Linked DNA regions of Rattus norvegicus: region 1 is linked to region 2. The links are chromatin contacts, called in public Hi-C maps. All regions are on one chromosome and are shown on one strand. Each heading gives the region's core, a stretch centred on a gene start, on an enhancer-like site or on the middle of the called end of the contact. The rest is flanking DNA. Distances are from core to core; before and after follow the strand shown. Region 1 holds the start of Zfp788 (zinc finger protein 788). Region 2 holds the start of Znf431l3 (zinc finger protein 431 like 3).

Region 1 (6,596 bases), core at 52-2,551, 150 kb after region 2:
GAGAGAGAGAGAGAGAGAGAGAGAGAGAGAGAGAGAGAGAGAGAGAGAGAGAGAGCAAATAGTCCTTTTATATCAAGCCAGGCTCTTACCTGGCTGTTGCTAGGTAACTGTTGAGTGGATCATGGAGGAAATGACTATTATTGATGAATGTTTGTTCTTACACACATAGACAGAGATCTTTGAAATTGTCCCAACATTACAATAATCAAAATGGTGTACTAACACTTGGGAACGAACAGAGTAACAAAACAGTATAATCAGAAACTTAACCAAAAAGAAATTAGAATGTCTTACGGTCCAACACCAAAAGGCCACCTGTTCCAGTAAGAGAAGCCTACGCCTTCAACTCAAGTCAGAAGGTGTAGACAGGCAGATCTATGTGAGTTCTAGACCAGCTTGGTCTACATGCCAAGTTCTATCCACTGAAAGTTACTTAATGAGACTCGGTCTTTTATAAAAATCTGCAATTAAAAACCGCCAAAATCATCACTGCCGCTGGGCCCACACAGCATCAGCGTCAAAAGAAGCTTCTGGGCCGCGGGTCGCTAGGAGGAGTCAATCTCAGGTTTCCAAAGACTACAGAATGCTCTCCCATTGTCACCCTGGCCCAGCCCCAGGAAAGATGACCAGAGCCAACTCAGTCGGATGCCCTACTCCGTAAGGGATGGCTGCTACTCGCTTACATAAGGTTCAAAATGGCGCGGTTCCGCGCTGTCCTCATGGCTCCGCAGAGGGCCCACAGCACACTGCACTCCTGCCCACCCGATATCTCTCCCGCAGAGGCAAAGCAGAACACCGAGCACCGCCAGGAGGGAAAACCCGCCTCCTACCTGTGCTTCTGAGGGAACAGCATGTCCCGATGCCCTGATTGGCTAAAGAGTTGTGAGTGACAGAAATTGTCTTTGGTGGAAAGGAGAAATTATAGGTAAAGCCACAGTCCTTCCCAGTCGGGAGTTTCGCTAAAGGTGAAGACCTGTTTCAGATCCAGGGAAAATTGCATTTAAGCACAATTGTGTAGTGGGCAGTGCACATGAGCGATCCTGTGCTCTGAAGCAAGTCGTGCCTGATAAGTGCCAGAAGACAGCCGTGCAAGCTCTGGGAGGAAGAAACATTTTCTGTGTACATGTAGATCTCACTGGAGCTCACTCAGGTCCACACTCAGGGGAGAAGGCAGGGCTGGGAGTGAAAGGCTGTACCGGTCCCTTCTGCCCTTAGCGGTTTAAGGTTGCTGTCACTCAAACATTACTAGCCAATCAGAGCCTCCAAGTAGGCAGTCCAATCGAGTGCCAGCGGGAGGCGGGACTTCTTGGCCGCCATGCTCCCTGCTAGGCTCTAAGGCTGAGGTAGTCGCTTTGGAGACGCTGCTCTGTAGGGAGAGCACCGCTGTGGCAAATTATGAGAAGAGTGCGGGTGAGCCTGGAAGCCGCGCTATGGTGAGCACGGGACCCTTGTCCCCAGATGGGGTGGATCCGATGGGGTGGATCCTCACGGGGTTGGGGCGGGGCTTGCAGTTCTGGGACTAGGATCCCCACTCCCCGCGGATTTAGTGTCAATCCCCAACCCCTACGCCCCCGCGGGCCGTGGGACTTGATAGGCTCTGTCCAGCACAAGGAATGCTTCAATGTTGGTGACGTCACTTCTCTGTGTGTTAGCACTGGTAGTGGTGTTGGCGTAGCACCTGAAAGCAGCACATTGCTAACCTTAAGACCCTCTAGATTTTCTGTCTCTAGATTTTTTTTTTCTCTACAAGTTCCGAATGGTGCAGGTTATATTTAGATTTAGGTCCCACTTGGTAAAATTTTATTTATTTTTATTCTTTTACACTCTTTTGGGAGAGCATTCTCTTTGTTTTAAAGACGTATTTATTTATTGCGGGCTGGGAAATGTGCCAGTGTTCCTGTGCAAGTCAGAGAACGATTTGTGTGAATAGGTTCTCCCATTGTGTTGGCCTAGGGTTTAAATTCAGGGCAGCAGTCTTGGAGATAGGTATCTTTACTAGGTGAACCATCTTTCCAGCCCCGATTCTATTTCAACTTTTGTGAAGGTTTATTTTTATGTGTATGAGTATGTGCTTGCATGTATGTGTATATACCACATGCATGTGCAGGGCAGAACAGGGTTTGGATCTCCAGGGACAGGAGCTTTAGATGTTTTTCAGATGCCACGCATGTGCTGGGAACTAAACTTGGCTTCTCTTTAAGAGCAACGAGTAGGCTTTAACCACTAAGCCATCTCGTCAGCACCCTAATTATTAGTTTAAGAATTATTTATGTTTTGTATATGTATGTGTCTCTCAGTATAAACGCTACATGTGACAGAGACCTGAAGAGAATGCCTGAGGCCTTGAAGGTAATGTTAAAAGCTGTCATCATTCACTGAAGTGAGTGCTGGTAACCAAACTCAGGTTTTCCAAAACAGCACACTGAACTGCTGAACCATCTCTCCAGCCCTACAAGTACTGCAAGAGACACTAAGAGACCAGCGTAAAGGTCTCTGGAGAGACATGTCTTCCATGTCCTCATCTGTCTGGATCCGTAAGCCCTAGCACTGAGCTTTTCTACCCTACACAGTTTTCTCTAGGTGGGATTGAGTGGAACCACAGGAGAGTCTGAGATCCTAGCTTGAATAGCCAACACCCTCTGTGGCAGTTCCTCTCATCTTTTCTAATGCCAGCCTTTAATACAGTTCCTCATGTTGTTGTGACTCACAACCATAAAATTATTTTTTCATTAAAGATCCCAACCCCTTTCCCCCCTACTCCCACTTCTGTTCTTAGAAATACATCCCCACATTACCTCCTTCCTTTCCCCTCAGAGAAAGAGAAGCCCCCTTTGGGTGCTGCCCTGTCCTGGGGCATCTAGTCCCAACAGAACTAAGCACATCCTCTCCCACTGAAGCCTAGCTAGGCAGTCCAGTTAGGAGAAAGGAATCTAGTGGCAGGCAACTGAGTCAGAGACAGCCTCCCACAACAGTTGTTAGGGGACCCAGATCAGAACCAAGCTGCCCATCTGCTCCAGATATAAAGGGGACATAGGTCCAGCCCCTACATGTTGTTTGGTTGGTGGTTCAGTCTCTGTGGGCCTCCATGGTCCCAGGTTGGTTGGGTCTGTAGGTCTTCTTGTGGTGTCCTTGACCCTTCTGGCTTGCTCAATTCTACCCTTCTATAAGACTCCCCAAGCTGTGCCTGATATTTGGTTATGGGTGTCTGTATCTATTTCAGTCTGCATGTGGCTCCTGTCTGCAAGCATAGCAGTATCATTATTAGTATCCGTTTAGCTGTGTCCCATTTGGGGTAGGTCTTAACCTGGAGCAGTCGTTGGTTGGTTGTTCCCTCGGACTCTGCTGCATCTTCACCCTTGCACATTTTGTAGGCAGGAAAAATTGGGTTGAAGGTTTTATGGATAGGTTGATATCTGGCTCCCTCCACTGGAAGTCCTGCCTGGTTACAGGAAGTGGACACTTCAATCTCCATATCCCTCACTGGTAGGAACCTCAGCTAGGGTCACCTTTATAGACTCCTTGTAGCCTCCCCCCATCCCAGTTCTATAGCTAGTCCCAGAGATGTCCTAGATCTTCATTTCCTCTTCCAGCACTCTCCTGCCACACCTGATCCCCATCCCCATGGCCCTTCTTCAGCCCCTCTCCCACCCAGTTCCCTCTCTTTATCAACATCCAAAGACTATTTTGTTTCCTCTTCATGTATTCTTTCTTGGGCCTTCCTTGTTACTTAGTTTCTTTGGTTCTGTAGCTCTTTATATATTTTAAATATTGGGCCTCAGTTGTATGTTGGGTTGGTGAAGATCTTTTCCCATTCTTTAGGCTGCTGTTTTGTCCTATTGATGGTAGCTTTAGCTTTACAAAAGCTGTCCAGTTTCATGAGGTCCCATAGTTATCCTGTACTTTACAGCTAATGTCCAGTTATAAGTGTCTTTCTGGGTCTGGGTTACCTCAATCAGGGTGGTATTTTCCTAGTTTCATCCATTTGCCCGCAGTTTTCATAGTGTCCTTGCTTTTAATAGCTGAATAGTAGATGTACTACATTTTTTAAACTAAATCTTCATTTGAGGGACATGTAGGTTGTTTCCGGTTTCTGACTCTTACCAATAAAGCTGCTATGAGCATACTTAAGAAAGGGTCCTTGTGGTATAGTGGAGCATCTTTTGGGTATATGCCCGGGAACTATTTCCAATTTTCAGAAAACCCGCCAAATTGATTTCCGGAGTGGTGGTACAAGGCTGCACTCCCAACAGCGATGAAGGCATGTTCTCTTTGCTCCACGTCCTCGCCAGCATGGTGCTATCACTTGAGTTTTTGATCTTAGCCGTTCTTACTGGTTGTAAAGAATCTCAGAGTCCTTTTGTATTTCTCTGATGACTAAGGGCATTGAACATTTGTTTAAGTGCTTCATGTCCATTCGAGATTCTCTGTTGAGAATTCTCTGTTTAGTTTGGTACCCCATTTTTAATTGGGTTAGTTGGTTTGGTGGTCTCTTAATTTCTCGAGCTCTTTATATATTTTAAATATTGGGCCTCTGTTGTATGTTGGGTTGGTGAAGATCTTTTCCCATTCTTTAGGCTGCTGTTTTGTCCTATTGATGGTAGCTTTAGCTTTACAAAAGCTGTCCAGTTTCATGAGGTCCCATTTATTAATTGTTGATCTTAGTGCCTGAGCTGTTAGTGTTCTGTTCAAAAATTTGTCTACTGTGTTCAAAGCCATTCCCCACTATTTTTCTATTAGACTTTTAGTGTGTCTCTGTCTTAGTCAGCGTTTCTATTCCTGTACAAACATCATGACCAAGAAGCAAGTTGGGGAGGAAAGGGTTTATTCAGCTTACACTTTCCACATTGTTGTTCATCACTAAAGGAAGTCAGGACTGGAACTCAAGCAGGTCAGGAAGCAGGAGCTGGTGCAGAGGCCATGGAGGGATGTTACATACTGGCTGCTTCCCCTGGCTTGCTCAGCTTGCTCTCTTATAGAACCCAAGACTGCAGCCCTGGGATGGCACCACCCACAATGGGCTGGGCCCTCCCCTCTTAATCACTAATTGAAAAAATGCCTTACAGCTGGATCTCATGAAGCATTTCCACAACTGAGGCTCTTTTTTTCTGTGGTATCTCCAGCTTGTGTCAAGTTGATACACAAAACTAGCCAGTATATTCTGGCTTTATGTTGAGGTCTTTGATCCACTTTGAGTTCAGCATTGTCCAGGATGATAGATATGGATTGTTTCAATTAGTATTTCCTTTTCTGTGAAGAGACATGATGACCAACTCTTTTTTTTTTTTTTTAATTTTTCTTTTTTTTTTTTTTTTTATTAACTTGAGTATTTCTTATATACATTTCAAGTGTTATTCCCTTTCCCGGTTTCCGGACAAACATCACCCTCCCCCCTCCCCTTCCTTATGGGTGTTCCCCTCCCAAACCTCCCCCCATTGCCACCCTCCCCGCATAGTCTAGTTCACTGGGGATGACCAACTCTTTATAAGAGGCAACTCTTTTCTTTTTTCTTTTCAAAATATTTATTAGTGCCTACCAAGTGCTAATTGAACAGACCAGGGTGATGCAGCAGAGAAATAATTTGGAGATCTCTGCTTTTGGAACCTCACGAAAACCCAGTCACAGAGTTCTGAGAAAGAGGCAACTCTTATAAAAGAAAACATTTAATTAGAACTGACTTATGCTTTCTGAAGTTCCATCCATTATCATCATGGTAGGAAGTATGCAGGCATGCAGGAGGAGCCTGGAGTTCTCCATCTTGATTCAAAGGCATCCAGGAGAGGACTCCCTTCTGCAGGCAGCCTGGAGGAGCCTCACCTTCAATACTGGGAGGACCTTGAGTATAGAGAACTCAGGCCCCATCACCTCAGATACACACTTCCTCTAAAATGTTATCCCCCCCTTCAATAATGATGCAATACCATGGACCACCACATGAGTCTATTTGCATTCTCCTACACGCAGACATCTAGTTAAACCAGCACTATTTGTTGAAGATGCTTTCATTTTTCCAATGTAAAGTTTTGGCTTCTTTGTCAAATATTAAGCATTTACAGTTCATAGGAATATGAGTTTGTTTTTGGGTCTTCAATTCTATCCATCAGTCAACCTATCTGTGTTTATGTGAATATCATACTGGGCTTTTTTTGTTGTTGTTGTTTCTTTGTTTGTTTTGTTTTGTTTTTAATTAAGATTGCTCAGTAGTATAGTTTGAAATCAGGAATGGTGATACCTTCAGAATTTCTCTTGTTGTACAGGATTGTTTTAACTATCCTGCTTTTGTTTTGTTTTGTTTCTGTTTGTTTTTTTTTTTTGCATATTTTTTTTTTATTAACTTGAGTATTTCTTATATACATTTCTAGTGTTATTCCCTTTCCCGGTTTCCGGGCAAACATCCCCCCCCTCCCCCCTCCCCTTCCTTATGGGTGTTCCCCTCCCAACCCTCCCCCCATTGCCGCCCTCCCCCCATAGACTAGTTCACTGGGGGTTCAGTCTTAGCAGGACCCAGGGCTTCCCCTTCCACTGGTGCTCTTACTAGGATATTCATTGCTACCTATGGGGTCAGAGTCCAGGGTCAGTCCATGTATTGTCTTTAGGTA
Region 2 (7,181 bases), core at 4,193-6,692:
GATACACTCAAACTAATAGAAGAAAAAGTGGGGAAGCATCTCGAACACTTGGGAGAAAATTTCCTGAACAAAACACCAATGGCTTATGCTCTTCGATTAAGAATTGACAAATGGGATCTCATAAAACTACAAAGCTTCTGTAAGGCAAAGGACACTGTGGTTAGGACAAAACGGCAACCAACAGATTGGGAAAAGATCTTTACCAATCCTACAACTGATAGAGGACTAATATTCAAAATATACAAAGAACTCATGAAGTTAGACTGCAGGGAGACAAATAACCTTATTAAAAAATGGGATTGAGAGCTAAACAAAGAATTTACAGCTGAGGAATGCCGAATGGCTGAGAAGCACCTAAAGAAATGTTCAACATCTTCAGTCATAAGGGAAATGCAAATCCAAACAACCCTGAGATCCCACCTCACATCAGTCAGAATGGCTAAGTTCAAAAACACAGGTGACGGCAGATGCTGGCGAGGATGTGGACAAAGAGGAACACTCCTCCATTGTTGGTGGGGTTGCAGACTGGTACAACCATTCTGGAAATCAGTCTGGAGGTTCCTCAGAAATTTGGACATTGCACTACCTGAAGACCCAGCAATACCTCTCTTGGCCATATACCCAAAAGATGCCCAAACATATAACAAAGACACATGCTCCACTATGTTCTTAGCAGCCTTGTTTATAATAGCCAGAAGCTGGAAATGTCCCAGATGCCCTTCAGCAGAGGAATGCATACAGAAAATTTTGTACATCTCCACAGTGGGGTACTACACAGCTATCAAAAACAATGACTTCATGAAATTCATAGGCAAATGGATGGAACTAGAAAATATCATCCTGAGTGAGGTAACCCAATCAGAAAAACATGCCTGGGTCTGGAAAAGGCTAAGCCATAACTCATTTTCTCAGCCAACAATAAAGTAAAACATTATAAAGCAATTTTAGTATCACCCATATTCAAATAATGTTTGAATTCCTAGTACATCCAGTGTCCTGCAAACCCAGAGTAAACCAGAACCCAGTAAACTAGCTACAGTAATGAGAAACAACATTCTTCATGCTTTGAAGGCCAGTCAGAAACCAGCACGTGATGGCTACATCCATTTTTTTTTTTTTTGCGAAGTCATTAGATGTTTATTCACAGTTAATCACTTTCTACAAAATTGCTATTCGCAGAAGTTAGAGGAGTAAGTACATAGTTTTTTTTTTTTTTATTTAAACACTGATCTTTAAATATATACGCACAAAACTTAGTTCAGCAAGGCTTCATGGTATACACCAATTCCAAAATAAAACAATCAAATGGCCCAGGTGTAACTCCAGAGATATTTTTTATCATCAGCAGGGAAAGAGGCAGCACAACCAGGAGGGGTGGGAATACGCTCCGCCTACAAGGACGCCTTCGGGGCCTCAGGGGTGCTCTAAGCTTAGTCCATCTGACAAACAGAGTGCAGGAGGGACCCCACCCTCAAGAGTCCAGCAGCCCATGGACGCCACCAACTCCAAGGAAGAGCCTGGGAGTAGCCATGTCTCTGCTGTGGGGAGGAGGCTGTGTGGAGAGAAACGGTGTACAGGCACAGGACTACAGAGGACTGAGAGCTCACAGGAGACAAGATTTAAAAAGCTTTGCGTTGGGGTTGGGGATTTGGCTCAGTGGTAGAGCGCTTGCCTAGCAAGCGCAAGGCCCTGGGTTCGGTCCCCAGCTCCGGAAAAAAAAAAAAAAAAAAAAAAAAAAGAAAGAAAAAAAAAAAAAAGCTTTGCGTTGCTCTTGGTCTTTTCTACCTCAAAAGGCTTCATGGGAATGAGGCAGCAGAGCAGCTGCAAACACAACCACTGTTGTGCACAGAGATGCAACCAGCCCCCACAATCCTGCCATTTGCACTCGTGGACAGGTGGGGAGAAATGTACAACTGAGAATGAGGACTTAATTGTAAGAGCAAGAAAAATTAACGGCCAGTATTTTCAACTTCCATCTGCTTGTAGGCCTATGAGAGGGAAGGATGCCACCCGCTCCCCCCTACCTGTCTTGTGCTTTGACCCTTAGTGGCTCTAGGTATAAAAAGGGCAGACTGCAACTGGGACCTGGAGGGCAGGGACCTGAGGGCCGGTGAGTCTCAGCTGAAGCAAGTGTCAAAGCTCACAATGTAAAAGCTGATCCTTCAAGACCTCTGGCCCATTTAAGATGGGACATACACCCTCTCTGCTTCTACCAGCTCCTTTCTCTGTCCTCTTTCCCCTGCCCTGAGAGGAAAATATTTACACAGGATAGGAGACTAATCAACTGAAAAGCTCTGGACTAACTTTAACTTATTTAAACAAAAATAAAAAAGGTAAAGACACCACTCATGAACACCCTTGAAATAAGACAAAGGCACTATAAAAACAAGTGAGACACTGAAGGGAAGCAGTGGGGAGCGCAGCTCTGCAGTCTGGCTCTCAGGAGACCATGGGTGGGCAGCAGGCTCCTGCCCTAATTCCAACTCTGATGGAAAGTTCCAGGCCTCAGGCCAGAGGCAGATTCCCTTGGGCATCTCCAGTGAATCCCAACCAAGGACCCCAGATACAATGGCTGTCCCTGTGTGTGAAGAATCCTGCTCCTCTAGTCCATCCATCTCCACAGACATTTGCATAGAGAAAATACCAGCCCACTTGGTTTCTTTTCTTTTATTATTGGCATCAGCTGGACTATATGTGGCCTTAAACATCATACACTGGACAGGAAAGAAAGAACGAGAAAAAAAGGACACAGGAGGGGAACAGAAGTAGCGGTGAGATTCCGTAATAAAAATTGTAATTCATTCAATAGGTTACGTTTTGGCATTATAAAATCAAACACCCCTTCCCACCCCCAAAAGTTGCAACTTAAGTGATAGGGTCACCCGTGGGACTCAGTCAAGTGTTCTGCGTTCCCTCACAAGCTGTGACAGGCAGCGTGTGGGTGTAATTCTTGTGAACGGTCTCAACTTTTCACTTTCTTTAAATAATCTCTTTTGCTTCTTAGATGTTCCGGTTCACTGGGGTGACATAATTGCGGGGAAACATGCGGGTCTGCCATGGCAGGCCCCTTTCCACCAATTCGAATCTGAGTTCTCTATGACATGAATGAAGTCTCCTTGGAGAAAGCCCAGCTCATTGACCTCCTGGGGGTCAAAGTCAAAGAGTGCCTGGACGTACGTTGGCTGCTGTGGCACCTGTTCTATGTCCCGGAGGAATATCCGCTGGTTCCTGGAAACGGATGTTGATCTGTGGTAATCTACCAGCTCATTCAAAGAATTAAACTTCACCACCCACAGGAAGTACTCCCTTGCTCCTTCACGAAGCACCTTGAAGTGCTGCACATCATTTCCAAACTTGACTGATAGGGAGAGCGCTCTAGCTCTCTCGGATCAGGAAGACCCCATCGTGCTGATGTTTGCTAAGCATTTCTTCTGCTTTTGCTCTGAGGATTTTGCCAAAAAAACACGGATGTGTTTCATTTCTATGTAATTCTTGGGGATGAAGCCATCTTTCCCATTGAGTTCTGCCTTATACCAGTTCTGATCACATTCTTCATTCAAAACCTTAAGGATGCCCCCCCCCCCCCCCCTTGAAGCTCAGCTCATCCTCAACAGTAGGTTTGAAGTCATATTTGGCGATGGCTTCCATTCTGAGCGCCGCTCAGTGCTCAGCAGTATGAAGCGGAGGGGGGGGGGGGGGGAGGGAATCTTCCCTGCTGAAGAGCTCTGGGCTCAGCCTTTCCTCTTCTGGGGCTATTCTTGTACACTGGGACACACAATGCCACCCGTGACGCGCCATCCGCTCCCTCACCCGGCCTGACCCGCCTTGCGCTGCGGCCCGCGGCCGCCAACCTCACTGCTGCTCCCGGACTGCGGCGCCCGCTGTCCAGACCGCCGTCCCCGGCCCCGGCTTCGCTTGCCCCGCCGCCGCCCGATCGCAGATGCAGCAGAGCAGCCTAGCTCGGCTACATCCATTCTTACACATAAACAATGAAACTTACAAGTGTAGAAAACAAAGGTTCATCCGTATTTCCAAGAGGACCTGGGTCTGGCTCAATGCAGTTGTGGGCAGGGGCAGCCCAGCAGCACTTGGCTTCTATGTGGGGCTCTGGACATTACAAAGCTATCCATTGAGCCCCAAGTGTTATTTGTGAATAGTATACCCCCAAGTCCCCTGCCTGGTATCCTCTGGAAATCTGTGCTTTGTTAACAGCCTAGGCCTGGGAACACAGCTTAAGTTGCTATGGCTGGGTCATAAGAAGTTTTCTGCCTTCCAGCGTCACTAGAGGGCGTTTCCAGGGCTCCAAGGCAAATAATTGATGGCACTGGATGCACTCCCAATTACGGTTTAGTTAAAAAACAAAACAAAACAAAACAAAACAAAAAAAAACAAAACAAAAAACAAAACAAAAAACAAAAACAAGAAACAGCCGGACAACAACAACTAAAATCTGATAAGCGTCTTCCAATTGCCTGAATGTGGAGTGTACAAACCCCATCAAATTCTTCCTGTTCATCAGGCAGGGCATTCCTTAACCAAAATCCAGGAACAACTGGAATCTCATTGGTTTTCTCCAAGTCTGTGGCTCACCTTGGGAGTCTGCAGAGGGAATGTATTGCCTGGAGAGACCTGGATTAGGTGGTCCAGGCCAGGTCTCGAATATCCGGAATGAAAAAGCGAATTTGGGCCAGTTATTTCCTCATGCGCCCCCCTACGTTATTCTTGAGTTTTACTGGAAAAGAAACAACCATTTCAGTCCAAATGTAAAGCAAACGTTTATTAAATACTACTGACCAAAAGACGGACCTGGGGCAGAAATATCCACAGAATTTCACAGCTGGAATGCCCCACGGCCAAGTGTTGCAGGGGTTTATACATATAATCAATTTGGCCACCTTAGTTTCCCGCGAGAGCTTGTTATTTACAAAGAACTACAATTCCCAGCATCTCTGGAAGTTACCTGGTTCCTGAGCAGGTGGCGCTTAGAAGTTAAATTAGGGAATTATGTATACAAGCTTGATTTACATTACATATCCACCTTCATTTTCGGAGGCAGGAGGGGAAGTTCCTAATAAGTGTAGTAAAGGGGGTTCACACAAGCTCCAGATTTCCGGACTTAGTGATCTCAGGGTCACTGTTCACAAAGGGGAGGAGCAGGCGGCTGAGCAGCCGGAGCTGAGGCCGTGAGTTCTCTCCAGTGCTGGATGGGAAGACAGAAGGGCAGGCTGTTGGAAGACAGGCACAAGTGCTACTGAAATGCAAATCTCTGTGTATCTGGGAAAGGTCTGGTACTGTACTGGAAGACTGGGCCTGGGACCACTTTGCTGTGGTCTCAAACAGCAATCTCAAACAGTAAGGGAGGTGCTGTTGTAATTCAAGACTCAATGGCCAATCAGGGCGGAGAGATTGACCCGCCAGTCAGGAGAGGAGGCGGGATCTTCCGGGTGCCTTGTGGCGGCTTCAGCAGGATAGCTGAGCTTGCTTGGAAAGTTCTGTTTTTCTCTGAGCGCTGCTGCTGGGTTCTAGGAGACAAGTTCTTGCAAGCTCCCAATTCGAAACATGGTGAGTGCAGGGTCACTGCCTACAGAGGGACGGAGCAGGCAGTTGTTCAGGGGGAGGTGCAACCCAGGGGATTGTCCCTGGGTCTGGGTGGTAAACTGTGGCCAAATCTGGCCACCTGTTACTTCCCTTTTTGTCCTAGTCATTTCCTGAACCCAGCGGTGGGCTCTGAATAACTTCACTGTGAGGGCAGCATCTGCTCAAGGCTTCTGGCACAAAGACTTGTGTGTAGAAAGATGCTTAGCAGGATGTCAAACTCAGGCCTGGTTTCTCTTTACTTCTCAAAGTTAACTCTCGTATCTTTTAACATTTAGGTGTAAGATTTCTTTGGAGTTAATTTTGTAGAGGTTGTAGAAGGCAGCTCACGGTGGGTAGTACTCCAATATTAATGTGTAGAAGAGTAGAGTCGATGATGTTTGATGTTAAAGGATTTACCAATGCTTAGGAAATAGTGACACCAAGTAGCCTTTAGCTGAAGGAGGAAGGACTCTGAAACACTCACAGATAATTAGTAAGCTAACCAGAGCCCTTAGAGACTACGGTTCTAGGATACATATATTAGTTTACTAGGATTGTCCAGAAATTCTTCTCCAAAACATAACAAAGGAGGCTAGCCTGCTTTATTACTAGCCACTAGGGCCATCCTCATATCAAAGAACCATCCTCTAACCCGCTGCTAAAGGGAGCATTATAGGGTCACAATCAAGATTAAAGCCTGTCTGTTTACCATAAAGTGCTAGTTTTCTTCTTGAGAAAAAAAGCATCATTTAGCCATATGAGCAAGAGAACACCGGGTGACAAGTTTTTGAAAACAACAAGACTATTGGGTCCAGGACTGTCTTGATCAAACAATGCTTTCCATGAGGCCCTCATGGAATGACATAGCTCTTTCTAAAACTCAGGAACATGCATGGCAGAGCCAAATAGGCCCTGATGTACTGAGAGTAAAATAGAGCTCCCTTTCCTTCCCTTTTTTTCTTTATTGTTATCCATCGTTTTACCTATTTACATTTCAAATGTTATTCCCCTTTACTGTCTCCCCTCCACAACCCTTCCACTCCATTCCCCTTCCGTTTGCCTCTAAGACAGTGCTCCCCCACTTACCCTCCCACTCCCATCTCACCTTCTTTCACCCTCTTCTGTGGGGCAACAAGCCTACATAAGACCAAGCTCCTCCCCTCCCATTGATGCCAGATAAGGCTGCCCTCTGCTAAGTTTGTGTAGCAGGAGCCTTGGACCCTCCTCTGTACTGTTTGGTTGGTGGTTTAGTCCCTGGGAGCACTGATGGGTCCAGTTAGTTGATATTGTTGTTCTTTCTATTGGACCAAGCCTGGAGATCCCAATGGAAGAGTTAGGGGAAGGACTGAAGGAGCTGAAGGGGATTGCAACCGCATAGGAAGAGCCCCTTTTCTAAAGCAGGGACGATGCATGGGGAGGCGGTAATGATCTGAGGCCAAAGCTTCTGGGGAATGGTTAGTTACTTCAGATCCTGAGAACCCAACTCTTCTCACCATGTGGGCCTGTGGTTATCAGACTCAAGACGCAGGTAGGCTTTAAGTGATGGCCATGAAATATCCTGTGTTCCCTTGTACAGTATTATTTTATTAGAGTCCCCCTGAGTT

The links. A called contact is a pair of places that touch in the nucleus more often than the background predicts.
Region 1: a Hi-C map of liver shows a contact between it and region 2, with 2.0 times the contacts expected there. The contact joins the promoter of Zfp788 here to the promoter of Znf431l3 in region 2. A contact is called at or near these places in 4 of 12 Hi-C or Micro-C datasets (Schwann cells, frontal cortex, liver and 1 more) and 1 of 1 datasets of contacts at active chromatin or transcription factors (oligodendrocytes).

What each region holds. Positions count from the first base shown.
Region 1 is chr1:102,309,147-102,315,742 of GRCr8, forward strand. Zfp788 (zinc finger protein 788) reads left to right here and starts at 1,302. Exons shown (of 4, transcript NM_001416561.1): 1 at 1,302-1,433.
Region 2 is chr1:102,150,497-102,157,677 of GRCr8, forward strand. Znf431l3 (zinc finger protein 431 like 3) reads left to right here and starts at 5,443. Exons shown (of 4, transcript NM_001409270.1): 1 at 5,443-5,562. The coding sequence starts at 5,560. It also overlaps the pseudogene Grb2-ps1.